3 separate regions of the Sus scrofa genome follow, and regions 2 and 3 are each linked to region 1. A link is a contact called in public HiChIP or PLAC-seq data. All regions are on one chromosome and are shown on one strand. The core of a region is the stretch at or near the end of the contact, and the rest is flanking DNA. Distances in the headings are between cores, read along the strand shown.

What was found. HiChIP or PLAC-seq counts read pairs in DNA pulled down with a chosen protein or histone mark.
Region 2: a contact with region 1 is called in an H3K27ac HiChIP or PLAC-seq map of alveolar macrophages. The contact joins two enhancer-like sites. A contact is called at or near these places in 1 of 47 Hi-C or Micro-C datasets (alveolar macrophages) and 1 of 2 datasets of contacts at active chromatin or transcription factors (alveolar macrophages).
Region 3: a contact with region 1 is called in an H3K27ac HiChIP or PLAC-seq map of alveolar macrophages. The contact joins two enhancer-like sites. A contact is called at or near these places in 1 of 5 promoter capture datasets (liver), 6 of 47 Hi-C or Micro-C datasets (alveolar macrophages, embryonic fibroblasts, epiblast stem cells and 3 more) and 2 of 2 datasets of contacts at active chromatin or transcription factors (alveolar macrophages and skeletal muscle).

Annotation. Positions count from the first base shown.
Region 1 is chr10:32,695,957-32,699,186 of Sscrofa11.1, reverse strand. The region is part of intron 2 of DCAF12 (DDB1- and CUL4-associated factor 12); the gene reads right to left. Among named protein-coding and RNA genes, the nearest start is that of DCAF12, 24 kb to the right of the region's middle. Within about 2 kb of position 1,621, at least 5 of the 83 cell types and tissues checked have an H3K27ac peak or open chromatin away from gene starts, as enhancers often do. A contact at or near this core is called in alveolar macrophages, where this site is marked.
Region 2 is chr10:32,531,014-32,534,243 of Sscrofa11.1, reverse strand. KIF24 (kinesin-like protein KIF24) reads right to left here. Exons shown (of 14, transcript XM_013980172.2): 7 at 3,187-3,230. Among named protein-coding and RNA genes, the nearest start is that of NUDT2, 66 kb to the right of the region's middle. Within about 2 kb of position 1,668, at least 1 of the 83 cell types and tissues checked has an H3K27ac peak or open chromatin away from gene starts, as enhancers often do. A contact at or near this core is called in alveolar macrophages, where this site is marked.
Region 3 is chr10:32,550,218-32,553,447 of Sscrofa11.1, reverse strand. It overlaps KIF24 (kinesin-like protein KIF24), which reads right to left. Exons shown (of 14, transcript XM_013980172.2): 14 at 685-3,103. The coding sequence ends at 2,963. It overlaps UBAP1 (ubiquitin associated protein 1), which reads left to right. Exons shown (of 8, transcript NM_001267841.1): 8 at 75-1,205. The coding sequence ends at 215. Among named protein-coding and RNA genes, the nearest start is that of UBAP1, 74 kb to the left of the region's middle. Within about 2 kb of position 1,762, at least 4 of the 83 cell types and tissues checked have an H3K27ac peak or open chromatin away from gene starts, as enhancers often do. A contact at or near this core is called in alveolar macrophages, where this site is marked.

The DNA.
Region 1 (3,230 bases), core at 372-2,871:
AGGAAAAAAAACAAATAAAAAACAACAACAAAAAACTATTCTCCATACTATAATCGCTCATCTTCATAAAAATGGAACTCTTCCCATGTCAATTAAAGAATATCTAATGGTTCTTCTTTACCTAAATGCAAGCCCGTTAGCATGGAATCAAGAGACTGCCCTCAATGTGGCCCTACCTACATCTCTAGCTTCACATCCTGCCATAGAACTTGAAAGAAATTATTATTATTATTATTATTCACACAAAAATCTTCAATGAAATATTATTTTCACTCTCATGATGTTCACAATGCCAGTAGTCCTTTCTCCTCCTCCTCTTTACCTGGTCATCATGTACTTATCTTTCATGACTCAGTTCAGACATGTCCTCTATGACTATTCCCTTATGTCCAGGTTGGTTAAGTTCCTCTCTTGTAGGCTCCCAAGACTGAGATCTTTTTTACTTTTTTCTCCTTTTCTTTTTTTTTGTCTTTTTGCCATTTCTTGGGCCACACCCGCGGCATATGGAGGTTCCCAGGCTAGGGGTTGAATCGGAGCTGTACCTGGTGGCCTAAGCCAGAGCCACAGCAACGCGGGATCCGAGCCGCCTCTGCAACCTACACCACAGCTCATGGCAATGCCGGATCCTTAACCCACTGAGCAAGGCCAGGGATCGAACCAGCAACCTCATGGTTCTTAGTCGGATTCGTTAACCACTGAGCCAAGACGGGAACTCCCTCTTTCCCTCTTTCTTCCTTTTTTTTAAGGGCCGCACCTGGCGCATGTGGAAGTTCCCAGGCATGGGGTCAAATTGGAGTTGCAGCTGCCAGCCTATGCCACAGCCACAGCAGTGCCAGATCCGAGATGAATCTATGACCTATACTGCAACTTGAGGCAACACCAGATACTTAACCCACTGAGTGGGGCCAAGGATCAAATCTGCATCCTCAGGGATACTAGTCGGGTTCTTAACTGCCAAGCCACGAGGGAATTCCCACAATACTCAGATCTTATTACAGATTTAAAATCTTTCTTTCTTTTTTTTTTTCTGGCTTTTTAGGACCGCACTTGCAGCATATGGAAGTTCCCAGGTTAGGGGCAGAATTGGAGCTACAGCTGCCAGCCTACACAAGAGCCACAGCACCACCAGATTAGAGCCATGTCTGCAACCTACACCACAGCTCATGGCAACACCAGATACCCAACCCACTGAGTGAGGCCAGGGATCAAACCTGCATCCTCATGGATACTAGTCAGATTCATTTCTGTTGCACCACAACAGGAACTCCGATTTAATATCTTTACTTGTCTCTCTTCCCGATTAAGCCCTCCCAATTCCAAGAGGAGGGGATCTACCCTATTTGGTTCTATCCTCCTGCCCCCCAAATGCAGAGCTACACAGTAAGCACTTACAGTTATCTTTTAGGGGGCCAGGGCAACGATGTAAGAGGGCCCCCATATCCTTGCACTCAGAGGGGTCCTTGTAGCTGAGTTAGTTCGATATAAGATTTCCAGATCACAGCACTGTCCTGGGGTGCCCTCCTGGCTTAGGGAGAACCAGTCCAGAGGCCACACTGGACTGGGTCATTCAAATTCTCTCAGGAATGAGGAACTGTCTGGTGGCACTAAACCAAACTGTCTGGGTGGCCATCTTCCACCAAAGCCAGTCCCCAGAGAAAAGGAAACAAAAGATAGGAAGTATGGACATCCTTAGTTCCTAGTGGCTTTCCAATTCCTAGCTGTTTTCTTCTGAGATCCACGGATGTTTCTTGCTCTTGGGGTCTGTGAATGAGACCTTCCAATAAAGTGAGTGGGATTTCTCAGTCTTTTAAACAAATCACCTCTAACCAACTTGGCCTCTCAAATGTTTAATGAAGCAAAATTAACTGCCCACTTACACCCCTGTGTCGTGTAAGACAAGGCATCCAAAATATGCTAGCTTCTATACCAGCAGTTTTTTTTTGTTAAAGCTGTACCTATGGCATATGGAAATTTTCAGGCCAGGGACTGATGCGACCTATGCTGCAGCTTTAGCAATGCTCGATCCTTTAATCCACTGTGCCGGGCTAGGGATCCAATCCACACCTTGCAGCGACTGAGCTGCTGTAGTTGGATTCTTAACCCTTGCACCACAGTGGGAACTTCTTACATCAGGGATTTTTAAACTATCACAATTACCTGGGGGATTTTCTTTTTTCAAAAAAACTACAAAACAATTCCCATGCCCTACGTTAAGATTCCTCTAATTATAAATTTCTGTGTTTGGGGCCAATAAAACTAAATTTTTTTTTCAAGGATCTACAGGTCAATCTAAAGACTGCCCAAGTTTAACCACAAATGATCTAGAATACTGCTATTCAAGAAGCATCTAGAAGCTTTGTAGAAACAAAGGATCCTGGGGTTCCCATCGTGGCTCAGTGGTTAACGAATCCAACTAGGAACCATGAGGTTGCAGGTTCAATCCCTGGCCTTGCTCAGTGGGTTAAGGATCTGGTGTTGCCATGAGCTGTGGTGTAGTTTGCAGAGGCGGCTCGGATCCCACATTGCTGTGGCTCTGGCATAGGCCAGCGGCTACAGCTCCAATTCAACCCCTAGCCTGGGAACCTCCACATGCTGCAGGAACAGCCCAAGAAATGGCTAAAAGACAAAAAAGAAAAAAAAAAAAAAAAGAAACAAAGGATGCCAGGCCCCACCCTAGACCTACTAAACTGGAACATGGAGTTTCCCAATATCTCCAAGCATACTGAGGTTTAAGAGGCACTGACGTGGAGAGAATCTCATCTGTACATAAGGACAACGTGTTTGATAAGACACAAGAGTAAACTGACCGGCAACCTGCAAAGATCTGAGTTTCCCCTATGCCTTAAAACAGACATAGGCTCCACTGCTACCATCCAGAAAAGATGAAGAGAAAAGGCTTCATCTATTCATGTCTAACCTCTCCCCTTTGGGACTTGGGAAACTTCTAGGTATGAATTCCAGATTGGCTACTTAGCATCTGTGTGATCTTGGTCAAGTCACTTAACCTTTCTGAAGCTTCTTTTTCTTTCTTCTTTTCCTCCCTCCCTTCCTTCCTTTTGTCTTCTTAGGGCCGCACCTGCGGCATATGGAGGTTCCCAGGCTAGGGGTCTAATCGGAGCTATAGCTGCCGGCCTAGGCCACAGCCACAGCAATGCCAGATCTGAGCTGCATCTGCGACCTACACCACAGCTCACAGCAATGCCAAATCCTTAACCCACCAAGCCAGTCCA
Region 2 (3,230 bases), core at 419-2,918, 160 kb after region 1:
TTGATTCTGAATCTGGATAAGTCATGGAGTCCTCTATAAAGTCAGGAAAATCCTGGTACCCACACTGCTAAGACCAGTAATAAAATACACCTGGAGGAAGGACAGTCCTGTGAAAATGAAGCTGTCAGTCTGTGTGGGCAGACAACAGGTGGCCATGCCTGAGCAAGCCTGAGGGTGATCTGTGATGGTGACACACATGAGGATGACACCTGAAGGTGAACTTGAGCAAACACACGGGGTGATACCTGAGTGAGCACGAATAGTGACACCTGAGTTAGCAAGTCCTCTTGTTTCAAGCCAATAAATGTTTATGAGGGTAACCATGTCAGACATCCATAATTTATATTAACTTTCCACCCTGATCTCACCTGGCTTCCATCTTGTACAACCTCATATGTATCACAGACTGAGGGTATCAATGGCAGTAATGTGATGACTAACAAGAAACTTCTTTCTGTTTTTCTTAGAAAACACACCTAAGATAGAGCAGTACCATCAGCTCTTCCAGGGTGAGAGTGATTTGACACCAGGGCACACAATAATACAGTTATGACTTAAAGCCAAGGAAAAGGGACTTCTTTTTAGTGTTTGATCCTTTCCCATTCAAATGTTCTAACTTCCAGGGACAACAGCATCACGAGGACCAACTCTCCTGAAATTCCCAGCCAGTGAAGGAATGGCTAGGGGAGGTGGAGGCACAAGGACTGCAGGGAAGAGGTGTATGAGAAACAATGTCCTTAGGACTCCACAGTGGAAGGAGCGCTAGGCAGGTTAAGAATGGGCAAGAGTCTCAGTGAAGCCCCTTCAACATGTTCTACACCTTTTTGGGGGCTGTGGCTGTGCCTGTGCCCACAGCATGTTGAAGTTCCCGGGCCAGGAATCAAACCCACACCATAACAGTGACCACACTGGATCCTTAATCACTAGGCCACCAGGGAACTCCCTGTCCCACGCACTTTTTTTTTTTTTTTTTTGCCCAGTGGGCCTGTCCCACACACTTTTGTGTGGGAATCCCAGGACTCAGATAATCACACAAATTCAAAGTCCCAGCTCTTAAATGAAATTTACCTATTTGTTCCAGGAAAAAAAAAGCTATTAGAAAAAGATACCATCAATGGTGGGCCACCTCACCATTTTTCTTTTTGCATTTCTTTCTTTCTTTTTCTTTTTTTTTTTTTTTTTTTTGTATTTTTAGGGCCGCACTTGCAGCATATGGAAGTTCCCAGGCTAAGGGTTGAACTGCAGCTGCAGCTGCAGGCCTATGCACAGCTACAGCAATGCCAGATCCAAGCCACACTGGCGACCTACTCTATAGCTCACAGCAACGCTGGGTCCTTAACCCACTGAGCAAGGCCAAGGATCAAACCCACATTTTCATGGATACTAGTTGAGTTCTTAACCCACTGAGTCACAACAGGAACTCCCACCCCACCATTTCATACACCCAAGTCCCTGGAGGTATGTACTCTGAAGCCATTGTGAAGGTGGCTATTGTTAAGTATGTAGCCTGTCTTTCCAGCCTTCTCACTTTGAGTCTAGCGAGGCTTGTTGGATATACTAGAAGGACTATGATGGCTACATGTTAGAATCACCTTGGGAGCTTTTAAAATAACACCCACTTTCATACATTGCTGGTGGGAATGTAAAATGGTGCGGCCACTTTGGAACACAGTTTGGCAGTTCCTCAAAAAGTATGACTCAGCAACTCCACTCCTAAGCATATACTCAAGAAAACTGAAAACATATGTCCACACAAAACCTGCACATGAATGTTTGTAGCAGCATCATTCATAATAGCCAAAAGATTCCAACAACCCACATGTCCATCAACTGATGGATGAATAAAGTACTGACACCATACAATAGAATATTATTCAGCCATAAAAAGGAATGAAGTACTGATGCATTCAACAAGATGACTGAAGACTGAAAACATTTCTCTAAGTGAAAGAAGCCAGAGACAAAGCTTGTATATTATGTGATTACATTTATATGATATGGCCAGAATAGGTAAATCCATGGAAGTAGAAATTAGTGACTGTCAGGCGCCAGGGGCTGGGAAATAAGGAATAACTGCTAATAGTACAGGGTTTCATTTTGGTGTGACAAAATATTCTGGAATTAGATAGCGGTGATGACTGTACAGGTTTTTTTTTGTTTCGTTTTGTTTTTTATTATGGTCGCACCCACAGCATATGGAAGTTCCTGGGCAAGGGGTCGAACTGGAGCTGCAGCTGAGGCCTACGCCACAGTCATAGCAAAACTGGATCCAAGCTGCAGCTTGCAGCAATGCCAGATCCTTTACTCACTAGTGAGGCCAGGGATTGAACCCATATCCTCCTGGATACTAGTCGAGTTCTTAACCTGCTGAGCCACAACAGGAGCTCCTGTACAGCTTTTTGAAAATACTAAAAAAAAAAAAAAAATCACTAAATTGTATAATTTAAAGGGTTGAACATGAAAAAGATTTTAAAACGCCCTTGGAAGGATACACAAAAAACTACAACATAAATTAGTTGCCTCAGGAAAAGAGAATGGAAAGAATATTTTCACTGGGCTTTTTGAATTTTGAATCCATGTGAAAATATTACCTATTAAAATTTTTATTTAAAATAATATTTTGGGAGTTCCTGCTGTAGCGCAGTAGAAATAAGTCCTACTAGGAACCATGAGGTTGAGGGTTTGATCCCTGGCCTTGCTCAGTGAGTTGGGAATCTGGCGTTGCCATGAGCTGTGGTGTAGATTGCAAACATGGCTCAGATCTGGTGTTGCTGTGGCTGTGGGTATAGGCGAGCAGCTGCAGCTTCGATTCGACTCCTAGCCTGGGAACCTCCATATGTCACATGTGCAGCCATAAAAAGCAACAAATAAATAAATATTTTTTAAAAAGAGTATTTCTCTCCAGAAGCCTCTACCAGAGACCACTACCATAAAAATACACATTAGCAGCCTTTGAAATTGACCCCAAAGTATTTCTCATGCATTAGGTTCTCCCACATGCCCTGTCTCCCACTATCAAGGCCTTGAACAACTTTGTAGAGAAAGGAGCCTTCCTCTCAGAGGATGATCCATACCTTATAAATGTGGAATGGTGTGTTTGTCATTACCCCTTGCCTAAATCTGAAAAACAAAGTCTTACCTTGTAATTAGGCTGCTACGGTGAGGTAGTAAAAGAGAAAGAATTACCTCTAAGAGAAGCTCCACACTATCCACCTGAAGTTCTCGCAGTC
Region 3 (3,230 bases), core at 513-3,012, 150 kb after region 1:
CACACACATTGCTCCACTCAGCTATTTTCTGTGGCTGGAACTCTTTCTTGAGTCTACTCTCTTTTTTCCCTTAGATGATGGAGTTTCTTCAGTTAATGAGCAAATTTAAGGAAATGGGCTTTGAACTGAAAGACATTAAGGAAGTTCTGCTCCTACACAACAATGACCAGGACAATGCTTTGGAAGACCTCATGGCTCGGGCGGGAGCCAGCTGAGATAGGCCTTGCCTAGGCCCTGCCACGGAACCACCCCTGCCAGAGGCCCTGAGCAGCCCATCTGTGGGGAAGGAGAAGGGGTACACTTCTGGATTTTCTTTTGGGGGTGGAAGGTCAGGTGTGGAGACGGTGCTCGCCAGGTCTCTATGAGCCGAGGCCCTGAGCTGGGGAGAAAGTGGGAAAGATTTGGGCAGGCTCATGTGCCCAGAACTGTCCTGGCTCCTTCCATATTAAATGTATTTGTATTTTGAGAAGTGTCCTTCCCACCTTGGCCCTCCAGAGAGACTTCTCTGGTCTTTCTGGGGTCTGTTTGGCCTCAACCGGAACCCACCCCAGCTGCCAGAAGGAGCTGGGGAGAAGGGGTGGGAGGGCCAGACTCAGTGCTGCTTTGGGGCTAGATGTTTTCCTCCTCTGCAAGGGTGGACTGACCTCTAATCCAGGTTGAGTGCAATTGAGAGGTTCTTCCAGGGTTTTGTTTTTTTCCCCCTTCATGTCACTTAGTGTTACACTGGTTCTGCAATGTCTCTGAGGTGCAAAGAATGCCCTTTCCCTTGGGGCCCTAGTTTGCCTTTTCTGCTAGGCAATTGCATTACTTTCCTGCCCCAGCCTGTTTCTTTTGGTCTGGTTGAGACCACAGTCGTTTGCTACCCAGGATTTTAGAGCCCCCTTGTTCTAGGAACAGTTGTCATTTTAAGAAATCATTGGCCCCTTCCCAGTGCATCAAGTGGGGAAGAAAAAAACAGGCGGTGATTTGGTCACTCAGCACTAACTCCACCTCAGTTCTCCCTGGAGAACAGCCTCTCCCTCCAGCCCTTTGCTCTAGGATGACACAGTAACACCTAGTCATAGAAATCCGTCTCTTTGTTTTGTATTATGTTGTACATCATTAAAGATCTAAATACAGAGGATATACAGTCTTGATGAATCTAATGTAATTTGCTAACTATTTTCATTCTTCAGAGAGAACTACTAATAAAAATCTAAAAGGTATGTCCTGCTGTGATCATTTCTTTATTGCCAAGGGCTCTTTCACGGAGGGGTGGAGGTGAGTGGTTGATGAAGGATTTCCTGCTGAGATTTGCTGGGATTGGAATGGGACCTAACCATTTTCTGTTGTTTCAGTACTTTCTTCAAATTCTGGGAAGGAGCTGTGCCCTGGTTTTTGGTTTGCAAAGGCAGGCCAAGACGGGGAGGTCTCTTTAAACCTGCCCAAGTTTGGTCTCTGGGCCTTCCTGCAAGACTTACTGTGGAGATGAGACAGGCTGGCCTTCAGGGGAATCACCCGGAAATGAGGAACAAGCCCCTTGTCGGGTGAGCACCATCAGGTATATTATGTGTTCCACAGGCAGGATGGATTCAAAACTGCTTCCCCAGCTCTCAGTGGTGCTAGTATATCGATGGCCCTAGATTTATCCCTGAAGTTTCTTGTCCTTATACTTCATACTGTCTTCTAGTCCCCTTCCATGCTCTTGGTTCAGGTGGGTTCTCTAATTTTTTCAGTGATTGAGGAATGGGTGCTGAACCTTAAGGCTGGAAAGCACCAAGCTGGAGAGAGGCTGCCCTCTGGTGGTCAGATAAGGCATGGCCATTGCCTCAGAAAACTAGCCCCTCTTCTGGCCTTTAAAATTAATTTAAAATTACTTAAAATCCTTCCTTTAAGACCTATAAAAGTTACCCTTTACCTTTTAGTTTCATATAGGAAATTAGTTTCATATAAAGTGGGCATCAGGGCCAAGTCTTTGGCATGTGAATCTCAATATCATATGGTGGCCTTGCTAAGTGATGGGCCACCTGGAAGCCACTTGGTATTTCTTGTCTTAAGCTTCTTTCTGCTAAAAAGATAAACAGCAAGCAGAACTCACATGAAGGGTGTGACTCTGACTACTTCAGAGTCTCAGACTATTGACCTCAGCCCTCAATGCCAAGACACTGAACACAGGCCACTAAGAGGTGGGTAGATGGCCAAGGATATCTTGGATGAAGGTGAAGCTAGAGAGAAACTTGCCTTAGATTCTGCAGCTATTCAGCTATTCCGTGAGGGAGCGTGGTGGGTGGGGACTCAAAGGCAGGAGCCAGGAACATAATGGCTTTTAACAGGTGCATGGTCCCAGGAAAAGGCAGAGATGGGAAAAGAGTAAAGCACCCTCTTCTGGATTGTAGGAGGGAGAGGAACTGGAAGCAGAAAGTCTGTTCCATATCTGCTGCTGTTAAAGACACAGCAAGTCAAAGTTTATTCAGTCTGCATTTTCAAAAGCTAAAGTCCAAAATCAACCTCCAAGGGCTGAAGGGGCAGAACTCACGTGGCCCCTGCCCCACTAGCACCATTGTTTTAGTTTTTGATCGAGTCCTAGAGAAAGGCACTGAATCCAGATGATAAAATCTCTAGGCTCAGCCTGTGACCTCCAACCTCTAGGTTACCAGACCATCCCCATCCTCTGATCCCCAAATTTAGAAACATCTACAGAAAAAGGTTCAGTGAGGCAAATACTCCTCTAGCTCCAAAGAAAAGGGAAGGGTACATTAAGTTTTTTGGGCTGATCTGTCCTTCCTTATAGATGCTCCTGTGCTTAGAACTGAGGGGCATATACCTGGCCCCAAGAAAGGAGCTGGGCCCAGCCAAGGCTGTGTGTGGCTTGGGAGAGGCCAGAATGGGCAGGACTAGGTAGTGGGTTCTAGTATATCTGCAGGGGGACCTGGCAGAGGCCCTCAGCCCTCAGGAGCCTAGCCACCCCATACTGGGTTTTGCTTTAAGATACCGCTGTCCTCTCAGGGGCTGTGGCAGGCCTGTGGCAGGCCAGGTATAGCTGCAACTGGCTCCTCAGACTCTGGATGCACTTGGACTTCAAAGCCATGATTTCATCCAACTGGGTCACAAAATCTTCAAAATCCTAGGGAAGGAAACAAAGGACACATGGAACTCTTGCTGTTGCTGGCCCTCTGGCAGATCTCCTTTTCTAGTCCCTTTTCTTGCAGGAAGAGCTCAGGCCCTTCCTCCAGCTGGAAAACTGGCAAGAC